Linked DNA regions of Mus musculus: regions 1 and 3 are each linked to region 2. Evidence: chromatin contacts called from public promoter capture Hi-C data. All regions are on one chromosome and are shown on one strand. The core of a region is the stretch at or near the end of the contact, and the rest is flanking DNA. Distances in the headings are between cores, read along the strand shown.

What was found. Promoter capture Hi-C pulls out the DNA fragments that hold promoters and counts their contacts.
Region 1: a contact with region 2 is called in a promoter capture Hi-C map of the C10 cell line. The contact joins the promoter of Cdc42ep1 here to the promoter of Il2rb in region 2. A contact is called at or near these places in 3 of 39 promoter capture datasets (the C10 cell line, the SN4741 cell line and hippocampal neurons) and 1 of 115 datasets of contacts at active chromatin or transcription factors (memory CD8 T cells).
Region 3: a contact with region 2 is called in a promoter capture Hi-C map of liver. The contact joins the promoter of Pvalb here to the promoter of Il2rb in region 2. A contact is called at or near these places in 8 of 39 promoter capture datasets (the C10 cell line, the HPC-7 cell line, cranial neural crest and 5 more), 1 of 484 Hi-C or Micro-C datasets (bone marrow-derived macrophages) and 2 of 9 other capture datasets (adipose tissue and liver).

The regions. Positions count from the first base shown.
Region 1 is chr15:78,841,339-78,845,103 of GRCm38.p6, forward strand. It overlaps Cdc42ep1 (CDC42 effector protein (Rho GTPase binding) 1), which reads left to right and starts at 1,309. Exons shown (of 3, transcript NM_027219.3): 1 at 1,309-1,387.
Region 2 is chr15:78,492,932-78,496,928 of GRCm38.p6, forward strand. It overlaps Il2rb (interleukin 2 receptor, beta chain), which reads right to left and starts at 2,135. Exons shown (of 10, transcript NM_008368.4): 1 at 2,017-2,135.
Region 3 is chr15:78,202,684-78,206,648 of GRCm38.p6, forward strand. Pvalb (parvalbumin) reads right to left here and starts at 1,554. Exons shown (of 4, transcript NM_001330686.1): 1 at 1,402-1,554. The coding sequence starts at 1,462.

The DNA of each region.
Region 1 (3,765 bases), core at 59-2,558, 350 kb after region 2:
TGAAGCACAGCATTCTGTGAGGGAGGAGTAAGAGCTTGTCCTGTCCTGTCCCCCTCGGTCCTTAGGGCTCCTCACCCCTGCAGGGACAGTACCGCCCAGCTCCATCCCTGCCTCTGAGCTCAAAGCCTTTGCCCACAGTCTGTCCAGTGTGAACTTCCTAGGCCCTCTGCATCTCTATTTAAAACTTAACCTGGCTTCCTGCTCCTTTAGGGAACCTTGCTCAATACCCCACTCCCAGACTACCTTAGGGACATGTACTGCCACACACAGCCCCCAGGATTCCTGTCTGTCTGTCGTCACAGAAAAATCAGAGGGTACACGGATGGAGGGGCCTAGGATCTGTCTTCTTGAGCATGGCTGGCTTTGTGCCTTCTTTGAAGTAGTGGGGGCCTCACTAAAGGTTTCTAAGGTGTGACCTCATTTACCTGTTCAGCAACTCTCTTAGTTGTTAGAGCGGAGAACAGAAGATAATGTAATATCTGATGTCTGCTTTGATAACTCCACTATAGTAGGGGTATGTGTGTGTGTGTGTGTGTGTGTGTGTGTGTGTGTGTGTGTGTTTCTGGGAACAGAACTTCCATCCTCTGGAAGAGCATAAAGCACTCTTAACTGCTGAGCCCTGTCTCCGGCCCCATGGGGAAACTGAGACACTTGAAAGGCAAGGAGGAACAAGGGCCATCCCAGCTTAAGGGTCCATGAGATTATCACAGGTTACCCTACACCCCTCTACATAGTGGTCAGCTGTAAAGGCCTCTTCCCCAGAGCAGCTAAATATTCTGCTGGCACCCGACGGGGCTTGTATTGGGTTGCCAGGAATGGGGAATGGAGAAAATGGGAAAGAGTGAATGCCCCACATTTAAAAAAAAAAGAAAGAAAGAAAGAAAGAAAGAAAGAAAGAAAGAAAGAAAGAAAGAAAGAAAGAAAGAAAGAAAAAAATTCCAGCGAGTCTTCTGGTCAGTTCCTCCCGCCCCAGCAAGGAAAGGCTGGAGGCCCAGGACAGGGCTGTCAATCCTGGACTCCCCGAGGTCATCTAAGGAGCAGTGGGCAGCAAAGAGTCCCAGTGGCCTCCTCCAGGCAGTCCGGGCTCAAGACAGAGCGAACATTCCCGAGGTCGCCCCGCCTAGGGGTGGTGGGCAGGGGCCTGGCCTGGCTTGGCATCCCTGCCGCGCCACTGCAGCGCTCGCGGCGTGGCCAGCCAGCCCGGGAGGGGGCGCGGCCGCCGCGGGCGGAGCAGGGGCGGAGGGAGCCCGCAGCCCGCCCCCGCCCCGGGATCTGGCGGCCGAGCCCGCGGCCAGGGCGGCGCAGACCGGCCCAGCGACTCTCGGGTAGCGCTGGGACGCGCCGCCGCCGCGCCCGCCCCTGGACCCCCCGGGCTCGACGACACGAGGTAATCGTGGGCGCGGGCCGGGGGAGTGCGTACAGTCCTGGGCGCGGAGGGTGCGCGGGGCCAATCCGTAGGAGGCTGGAAAGTTCAGACTTCTCGGGTGGTTTTGTCACGTTGCGGGACGGCTCAGGGCACCAAAACCGAAGGGTAACGCAGTATACTGGGACGCGAGCAGAGGTGCCCAGGGCCGTCTGCCGCGTTCCTGCGCGGGCAGCGGAAGGGAAGGGACCCCAGGGCCTCTCGGCGACGCCAGCGCGGGAGCGGGAAGCTGGGGGGTGGGGGGGACGGACGATGGGGACAGGGCACCCTGCCCCCTCCCCAGCTGCATTCCAGGCTGGAGCAGCGGATGAGGTCATCCCGTCCGGTTCCCTTCTGGCCACGGCAGCCGCTGCCCTCTGCCCGCGCCGGACGGGAGCGAGAGACTCTCCCAAAGTCTCTCTTATGAGGTTCCCAGAAGGGAATGTTTCCTGGTTGAAGTTTTTCCTGGACTTCCCATCCCAACTGATTGTGCCCTTGTCCCAACTCGCCAAGTTTGAAGGCCGTTTTTCTACACTGGGAAACTGAGGCTGAGAGAGCACAGCGGTGGAGGGGGGGACTGCCTAGCTTTAACTTGGGGTGCTGGGGCAAGAAGACGTCTTAGTCGGTAGTGTCACACACAATTTAATACCGCCACCACTTGGGAAACTGAGGCAGGACGGTCACAATTTCGAGGTCAGCCTGGGAGATATATAGCAAGACCTTTTCAACAACACACACGTCTTTCCTCCCACTTTCCAGTGGTTCCCTTCTGTCCTACCGGCTCAACGAAGTTCAGAGAAGTCTGATCTGGGACAGTGACTCTGGGCAGTTTGTCTTAGTTTCCCTGTCTTCCACCCCAAAGTGCTGGACTTTGAGGGGATGTCCCTGGAGGACTTCTAATCTCAAATGTCACAAATTGGGGAAAATAGGAAGCAACAAAATCCCGCGGTTTCAGTGTTGCTATCTATCAAAGAGCCACTGTACCCACACTTCCCCTCCGGCGCCCCCAGCAGGCTGTCCGGGAGGTGGGGCTCTGCACACCTGCCTGAGGGTGTGTCTGGGTACTCCAAGGAGCAGCGCTTCTGCTCTTCTGCTCTGCTCCCTCTCTTTCCCCACCATCGGAGTGGCTTCTCTTACCCCACTTCCTTGCCTCCACATCCACCCCGTTGGCCTCTGAGTGAGTGGAGCCGGCCAATGCCCCAAAACTTGTCCCTGTGGTCATTACTACTGAGGGAGCCCTGGCCACGTGCCCAGACCATTGCACAGTAAATATAAGAGTTCTGTGGGGGTACTAAGCCTCACTGTGGCCACTCATGCCCTGGTCCCGGATGCCGAAGTGCAGAGCCTGAGTCCCGTTCCTCTCATGCTAGCTTCTCCTTAGCTACCACCTTCTCTCAGAGGGCAAGGCCATTCTGCCAGTGTTGGTAAAATGTCAGCTCCAGGGTTCACGCTGTTTTTGTTCTGTGATCTGGGTCTCTTCCCCCAACCCCCATGTAAAATGGGAGCCGGGAACCTTTACAGGGGCGATTGCCTGGGCCTTTGAGACACGAAAGGTTCCAGTACCTTAGATCCGGGTCAGGCAGAGCGACCGACCTAAAGGCCAGCAACTGTCTGTGGTTAGCACCACGGGGTAGGTAGGTGGCTGGAATGAAATATGTCCCTTACTCATGAAATGTTGGATTTGAACCCAGGCCTGCCCCACTCCAGGATGGGAGAAGTTTCTCCATCTTCTACCCCCTCCTCCCTTCTCTGGCAGAGGCTCTTAGACCTGCTTTCTCCATGTGAAGACAGAAACAGTAGCTGAAGTTGAGCCAGGATGCTCTGCCTCAGTAGATGGGTGTAGAGGATGCTATCTAGAGGTGCCCAGAGGCATTTGGGAGGTGGCTTCATCACATGGTTAGTCAAGGAGTGATATGGGGACAGGACCCCTCTCCCTGGAAGACACTCAGAAGTTAGAGGATCTGGTGGGGGAGGGTATCTACCACGTTTACACGGTAGGCACAGTGGACCCTTCCACGTGCCATTTTGCTGAGTGAGCCCTACGCTACTCCACAACTCCTTTCTCCACAGACTAGTTTTTATAGGGCTGGGAAACCTGGCCGGCGTTTACCTGCCACGGGACCTGGGTGAGTCTGTTCCCCAGGCCGTGTCAGCCTTCTTTGTAGCCTGAGCCAGCCTTCCAGCCTCAAGGGGGTGTTGGAGACTCATCTGATGACATCATGTCATTGGTCGGCCTACAGCAAAGCAAAGTGCTTTATAACTTCAGCAAACATTCCACAGGGGACCTTTCGGTGCTGGGGGTGCCAGGGAAAGGGATGATTCACAAGTTGCCCCCCCTCCTGGTGTGGGGAGGAGCTAGGGTT
Region 2 (3,997 bases), core at 885-3,384:
CAGGCCTTGTGCCCAGGCCCTCATACTTCCAGCTACTCTATGCTGCCTGGCAGCTCAGCAGCTATTTGGTGTCTTTGCTAGGCAGACAAGGAGACCAAGGATCCCAGGACCAAGTCTACGGAACTGGGGTTCCACCCCAGACCTCCCTTCCCTGGAAGATCAACTCCCCGCAGGTGCTTGGGTAGAAAGGGAGCCCTAACAGGTTCAGCCCAAGCAAGGGGCCTTCCACAGCCCCTTGTGAGCCCAACAGGATCTGAAGCACTCTACGTGTTCATTCAATAAGGCAGCAAGCCAGGTCGGACCCAGACATCTGAGCAGCCTCATGATGGCGTGGGGTTGGGGTGAGGGAGGGCATAACCCTGGGGGAGAGGAAGAGGAATGAAAGAGGCAAGATTATAGCCGGGCCACAAGCCACAGCCAAAAACAGAGAATGCCTAAGAAAAGGCACTCAAACCTGCTCCCCACCCCTGGCTGAAGAGGCACAAAAGCATCCACCCATCATGGACAGGGTTAGACGGAAGAGCATATGGAAGGTTCTGGAAGGGTCAGGCTGGGGGGCAGGGTAGCTTCAAGCAGTCATGGTGGTTGCAGCTTCCTTCGGCAAGAGGGAAACTGAATCTCTGGGAGACTAAGAAAACCACTCCAAAACCACACAGCACAAGGCCAGCCTCGGGCAGAGTGAGTACAGCCCAAGAATCTCAGAGTCCCAGGCACTGTCCCCCTGAGGCTCACCCACGTATGCCCTTCGCAACCACCAGACGTTCATCTCCCTGACTCATATATGTCTCCGCTGAGGCCCTGAAAAGGTCTGTCATCCCACAGACCCAGGCTGCTCTAACTGGGTCACCTGATTTCCAGTACAGTGGTGATGCTGACGGAGGAGGAGGGTCAGCCATGAGTGACAGTCGTGTCACACTCCCTGCGTCAGACTGACCCACACATGTCACAGAGAGGTCTCACAGCACAAGAGCAGGTTCTGTGACTGACTGCTCCTTCCCTATGGGAAGATCAGGGCCTAAAGCAGCCTGTTTCCCAGGATAAAGGTTCCAGTGCTGGGGCAGTCCAAGGCCTCACAGGTCTGTGAGGTACAGGGTCGACTGAGGGAGGACGGACGGCAAGCAAGAGCTTGTCTGTCAGATCTGGTGGCCTTTGACCTCAGAGATCCTTTCTCTGGCCACCTCTCCAGAGACACACACATTCACAAAGACACACACACACACACACACACACACACACACACCACTGTTCACCTCTTGCTGTTCAGTTCAGCTGAGGAGTGTGTGAAAGAAAGGGGACCTTCAAAGGTAGTTCTGCCTTCCTCAGCCACCCACCTTGGCCCTGAAGTACTGTAAACACAGCTAACGGTGGGAAGCTCCTACCTCAGGCAGCCTCGGAGACGGAGCCCCATGCCTGGCGATGTCCTTAACCTCTCTAGCCACTCGGTAATGTCAGAGACAAATCTAAGCTAGAACTCTACCTCTGACCTCCAGCCTAGGGCCCTCAGAAACCTGTCAATCAACATAGCTGACTGGACAGCCAGGTCCCAGGGGGAGATTCCTTCTCTCTTTCTCACTAAGGAGAATTCTCCAGGCTGAGATGAACTCCACAGGCGTCAGCGTTGAATCCCACCTGTCCCATACACGCCATGCCACCTCCCAATACTGACGAGCTACAAATCTTTTCCTCCACCCTTCTGGGCTAAGACATCCCCACACAGGATCCAGGGAAGTCCCTCCTAGCGAAAATGGCACACAGCTTCCCACAGAGTAGACTGGGAAGAAGCCACTGTGCCCTGACATTGGAAGGGGTTTATTCTTAAAGGAGAAACCATGACAGCCAGGCTACCCCCTTCCCCAGGGAATCCTAAGACAAGGTTAATCATCAAAGCCCAGATACAAACTACAAAGGGAACCAAGTTAGAGATGAGCGCCCCCTCCCAGCTCCCTGTCCCTTGGGAGGACCAGCAAGAGGTAGTGGGGTGCCCAGGGCTCCCAGGGGACCACACAGGGGCATCACCTGGCTGCAACATGGAGTTGTGTCGAGATGTTCCCTGCAGTCCTGCTGGAGGTTGGGTCCACGGCCATCTCCTGCTCCGCAGCTTAGGTAGCAGACAACAGCTAGGCCAGCAACAGACTGAAACCCAAGGCGAGCCCACTTCCTGTATAGAGGATGAGGGGCAAGGCCCAATGGGAGGTGGAGAGATGGGGGGTGATGAGGTAGCCTGAAACTCCACACACACCTAGCACTGATAAGATCTCCTCCTACGCCCAGGGGCAGCCACTGAATGTGGTGGCACACACGCTCACACAGTTACTGTGGTACAGGGACCTAGCTATGCACAGAACCTGAGGGGGCAGGCCCTTCTTTGCCTACTCTTCCCCGCTACATCTCACACATGCCACCCTAACACCATCGACTTCTGCTCACGCATGAGCACACACGCGCATGCACACACACACACACACACACACACACACACACACACACACATACATATGCTCACACCCTAACACCAAAGCCACCCACAGACACATCATCCCTCTAGGACCTAGAGTCTAGGTGTCCTCTTTGCTGATCTCCATTTTAGCCATCCCCCAGCCCCCGCTACATGCTGCCCTTTACTTCAGTCTCTGAGATGCCCTTTATTTAGGCTAGCATTCAAAGGTGACTGACTGGTTTTAAGGCTTGATAAGCAGTTTGATGGCCAATGAGTGGCCCTCCTATCACTTTCTTCCTTTCCGAGTTGTAAGTTCTAATCCTTCCTCTCTCGGTGAGATAGGGTGGCAGGGTTCAGTTCACGGCTTTTATTTTTAACAATGAAGTCACGAATTTCTCCGTAAATGAATGGGTGTTTATTTACATATTGTATCACAGGACCAGGGACTCCCCGTTTCTATCTCCCCTTCATCTTGGTTTTAATGCCAGGCTTGGGGAAATATGACAAGCTTCTGCCCTCTTGTGAAAAGAAGGGAGTTGTAAGAATTCTGTTCTCTGGACATAACAGCCATTACCATCTTCATCGGGGCAGCTGTAACTGCCACAAGAGAGCCACACGATTGGACCTGCTGATGTTCATCCCCTCACAAGAAGGGAAGAGAAGTAACAGGAACCCCTCCCCTGAGGTCCAGCTTTAGCGATGTGTAACTGAACTCAGGGGTACTTACACACTAGAGAGGATAGGTTAGCCAAAGAAGAAGTGACTCCATCTATACAACTATGGGGATGCCATCATCCATGCTCAGCTGTGACTTCCCAGTAACATAGTTGCTTGGGGGGGTGGTCACCCAAACTGATGTAAGCAACCCCTTACTCCATAAATGTGCACAAGAAACTCACTAGCTCACCAAGCTAGACTTCAGTGGAGCTGTTTCTTGCTCTGTCGTTGGTGCCCTGTCTGGGATATGGAGGGACGTATGCACACACACAAAATCCCCAGGACTCTGGGGATGCTGGAGAGTGAAATCAAGAACCCTAAAAAGAGAATTGAGACAAGCCAGGAAAGGAGGTATGTGGGCTGCCATTGCTAGGGAGAGTCACCCCGGCTGTGTGACCTGGACTTGCTGAACTTCAGTTCACAAATCTGTAAAATGGGATTACTATTTTAGTTTCATTGAGGTGACAAAATTCCCAGGCAAAATCAGCTTAAAGGAGGAAAGATTTCTTGTGGCTTTTGGGTGGCCCGGCCCCTGGTGTCTTAGATCTGCCACAGTGAAACACCATGATAAGAGAACAAAGCTGCTCCCTGACTTGTCAAGCAGGAAGTGGGGAAAGGGGAGAAGGCTGAGGACAGGATATGTGTCCAAGGCATGTTCCCAGAGACCTACCTCCTCCAACTACTTCCCACCTCCTATCAGCCCACCAAGCTACAGACTCATCCCTGGACCCATGGCATCCGCATGGCCGCATCCTTATAGCTATATCAGGGCTCCAGACTTCCTGCAGAGGAGCTGTCTGGGGTAGGGTGGGAGAACCTCATAGACAGACTGGAATAGGGTCT
Region 3 (3,965 bases), core at 304-2,803, 290 kb before region 2:
AAAGAAGGACAGGGGAGAGGCACCGGGAAAGTCAGGGAAAGAGATGTTGTACCATTTATTAAAGGGTACCTGCATGGTTGTGGGGAACAGGAGGACAGAGGGAGCCCAGCTAGGAAAGGATGCTTTGCCCAAGGTCGACCCTTCTTGGTTCCCCCATACACACACTGATGAGCCACAGGGAGACTGTCAGCCTCCTGAGAACTGTATTTCTATGAAGCCTTTTGGGTGAGGGCTGGGTGGGCTGTGCACAGGCATGCGATGGATGCTAGCTAGGATGGATGGAAAGGCGGCTTTCTCTCATTGGCTACATACTGTGATCAGAAAGATCAACTCTGTGAGGACATAGTTCTGTCAAGGTCACATCATGGGAGGGGGAGGGGAGGACCCAGAAGTCCTGCACAGATTCTGAGACCCATCCCAGTGGTTGGGGGTGGGATGAAGGACTTCTAAGAACTCAGCTGAGTTTCATACTCAGGGTGACAAGGTGGCTCAAGGCACTGTGAATGGGTTATCATAGTGCTCCAGGGGGAGGTGGGGGGCTTCTTGGAGCTTCCTGTATGTGTCTGGAGGAGAAGGAAGCTATATAAAAAGCAGATAGATGTCCCTCTCTGTCCAGAAACTCTTAAGAACTATGGTCTCCCCTCAGCCCAGAGTTGGAGGGAAAAAAAGTTGCTTTGTCTTTTTACACACCAAGGTGGGGCACTGAGACCTGAGGCCACCTCAGATCTCATTCTTCCTGTGCTGGACTGGGTGACCTTGTACAGCTTGAATCTTATCCCAGCCTCAGTTTCCCTCCCTGGGTGACAGAGGAAGAACATCTAAGCTAGAGGAAAGAGATCACACAGCCGAGTGGGTACCCCTCTCTTGGACTACCTAAAAGGATTAGATGCTGGGGGTACAGATGGGGAGCTGCAGCGGGCTGGGCAGGGCTGGGTGCCTGATGCAGAAAGGTCACTGTGCCCTTATGTCTGTCCTGGGAGGGGATCTCCACTAATGGGCTACCTTCCAGGAAAAGTCTTGTTGGGAATGGGGGCCAAGGAAAGGGGTCTCTTGAAGAGAAAGCCCAGGCTTGCAGACCCTTCTACACTTCTCAGAGGAGGATGTCTGGGTCCTTGCTTCTTCCTCCCTGGTCTTCGCACTTGGTCCTGGACCCCCCCACAAGTTCTCCCGGAGAGGCCACTCTTCTGAGCCCTCAACTTTGTGAGACTCAGTCAGGGAGCACAGTCCGTGCAGCTCTTGGAAAGCATAGGACCAAGGAGCTAACCCCCTAGGATGGAGACCCGATGCGTGAGGGAAGAAACTGGGGAGGCTTCGCAGAGGGATGAGGGGTGCCCCAGAAGCGGGAAGAGGGCAAGGGGACAGGGCCAGGCGCGGGGAGTGGGGTGGGGGTGCATTGCTCACCAGCAAAGGCTCCTATCGCCTTCTTGATGTCCTCAGCGCTGAGCACGTCTGTCATCGACATCCTGCAACTGTTTGAGCGGGCAGAGCAAGTGCGAAAAGATTAAAAAGTGTTCTCCTCATCCTTTCTGCTCATATGACCAGCGCTGCAGTGTCGCGCGCCAGGCGCACGCCCGCTCGGCCTGGCTCCGCGCCAGGGGGCGCCCGGCTCAGCGCACAGCTCAGCAGCTCAGTCCCGCCGCACCGCCAAGCTGAGCGGGCCACATGCCCATGGGGTCCGGGCATTCAGGAGGCTCGCCCAGGACCCCGCCGCCAGGGGCCATCTCCTGATCTAAAGGGCCACCAGCAGAGACTGGAGCGTTCTGCCGCTGTCAAGGGCATACGGGAGGCAGAGAGGCTCCGATCTGGGCATCTCGGACAATGTCCTCTCGCGTGGGGAAAAAATGATGCTGACCAGCCTCCACCCCGATGTGGCCCCTGGGCTATGCACTCTGTCTCTCCACGCCTCCAGTACCCTCTTGTCTTCTGTCCTGGATGCAAATTTATGCCGCGAAAAATCTGAATGTTAAGAACTTGAAACCTGAGCCACAGGACCCAGGGAGGAGGTTGTTGGACTATCAGAGCTCCTCTGTGCAGAGGCTCTCTGTCTGGGCTCCATCCCTCCCTCACCTGACCACATTCTGAAACTTGATTTGGTTTCTGCGAGGAAGAAGGCACCAGTTTATCTGTCAGAAGACCCTTTTGGGCACCAGTTTATCTGCCAGAAGACTCTTTTTCTCACACTTTCTAGTCTCCAGGGCCAGACACAGCTGAGTTGTGTTTCATCTAATTCCCATTAGGGAGGCTAAGGTGAGAGAGGCCCCACAGCATAGCTATCTACCTTTCAAGTTGGTCATATTTGGGGGATAAGGGATAGTACCATCAGACCATACTTTTTGATTACCATGTTTTGTGATCAGAGTATCACCTCTGGGAAACAGGACATTTTTCATCTCACGGGACCAGAGTACAAGGCTGCCATCTTCCCTCAGGTCTCCCAAAGTTTCAGACTGTGGCTAGCAGCCTTCGAAGTGTATATGAGCACTAGACATACACATAGAGTTCTGAATGTGAGTCACGCTGAATCCCCCCATGACCTTGAGCTATAACCTTTCTCTCTGGTCATGTGTTGTGTTAAAGATGGGAGGATCACTGTGTGGGACCTGAGGCAGGTGGGCAGCGTCTGGGGTGATGATGATACTGGGGACCAAGGGACAGCTTCCCAGCTGCCCAGTAGCTCAAGTTGCCTGACAACTTGCTGTCAACACTGTCTCCCCTAGCTGAGCCCTGGAAGGCTGCCCTTCCTGGAAACCTTAGGAGTGCCTGGCTCCAGCTGCCCCCTCCTGGTGAGTCAGCGTCTTTGGGCCACAGCTTGCCAGCTGGCTTCCAAGGCTCCTAGGCTACAGCCCCTGACTTCATAGCTCTGGGCATGAGGCCCACTTCAGACCCCCCAGCTGTCCTGCACCCTTCAGCTGCTTTAGCTCCTATGTCTCCTGCCTCAGTTGACTTAGTGGCCTCAGCCTCTACCCCTTGTTCCCAGCTGGACTGCCAGTTCCAGTGTGCCAGGCTTCTGTGTTGACAGTTCAATGTCTGGGCTCTCTTTATACTGTGGCCCCAGTTACAGCATCTGTTTCTCCAACTGGAGACCCTTGTGCTATAGTGAGCCTGGAGTCTCTAAATGCCCGAAGACCCATCCATATGGAGGCAGAGGCAGAGCAGGGTCAGCTTATTGGTGTGACTTAGTGTGCTGTAAACCTCTTAGATATCCTTTCTCATGCCCCAACCTCAGTCCTACAGTGCGTCTGAGCCACATACTGGCTCTTATGGTAAAGGTTCTCACCATTCCCCTTGCTCCTCCCTCTGCTGCTGAGTCCCCTCACTGGGACATCCTCAGCGAAGCATGCATGTTGTTGGCTTAGCCAATCAACTCCTCACCCAAGTGCTTGCCTCTCACCCTCTGCCTTCTGCTCCCCTGATAGAACCAATAGACCTCCACAGACATATGGCTCTACCTCTCAGCTCCATCTGAGGGACAGCTGAGGTCCATCCTTGGGGGCAAGTATTTATTCAGGCTACCCAAGAAGCTCGGAGAGAACTCAGGGATCCCGTACTCCACAACCTCCATTTTGATTCTAGAGAAATGGCAGCCTGGCTGTCCTTTTCAATTGGCCTGATTCCACCTTCTCCATCCTCCAACCTCAGAGGCTACCGCTTACCTTGGATGAGCAGAGGCCGGAGCCTATACAGAAAAGCTGGGCTGGTGGGAGATCCTGTTGGGAAATGAGACTCGTGGTGGGACAGCCACTTAAATAGTCTACAGCCCTGGCTATTTTGGGAGGTGGCGCTCCCCCAGCCCCTGGCCCCCTCCCCTTCCGGTGTCAGGTACTCCCCAGCCACGGTGCTGAGTGTCTGTATCACATTCACCCCCATCCAGGCCTATTGAGCCAGGCCTATTAATAACCCTTGGCCTCTACCTCCCTACAGCACCCAGCACTAAGGTCCAAGCAGGGCACACCTCTTGCATGAAG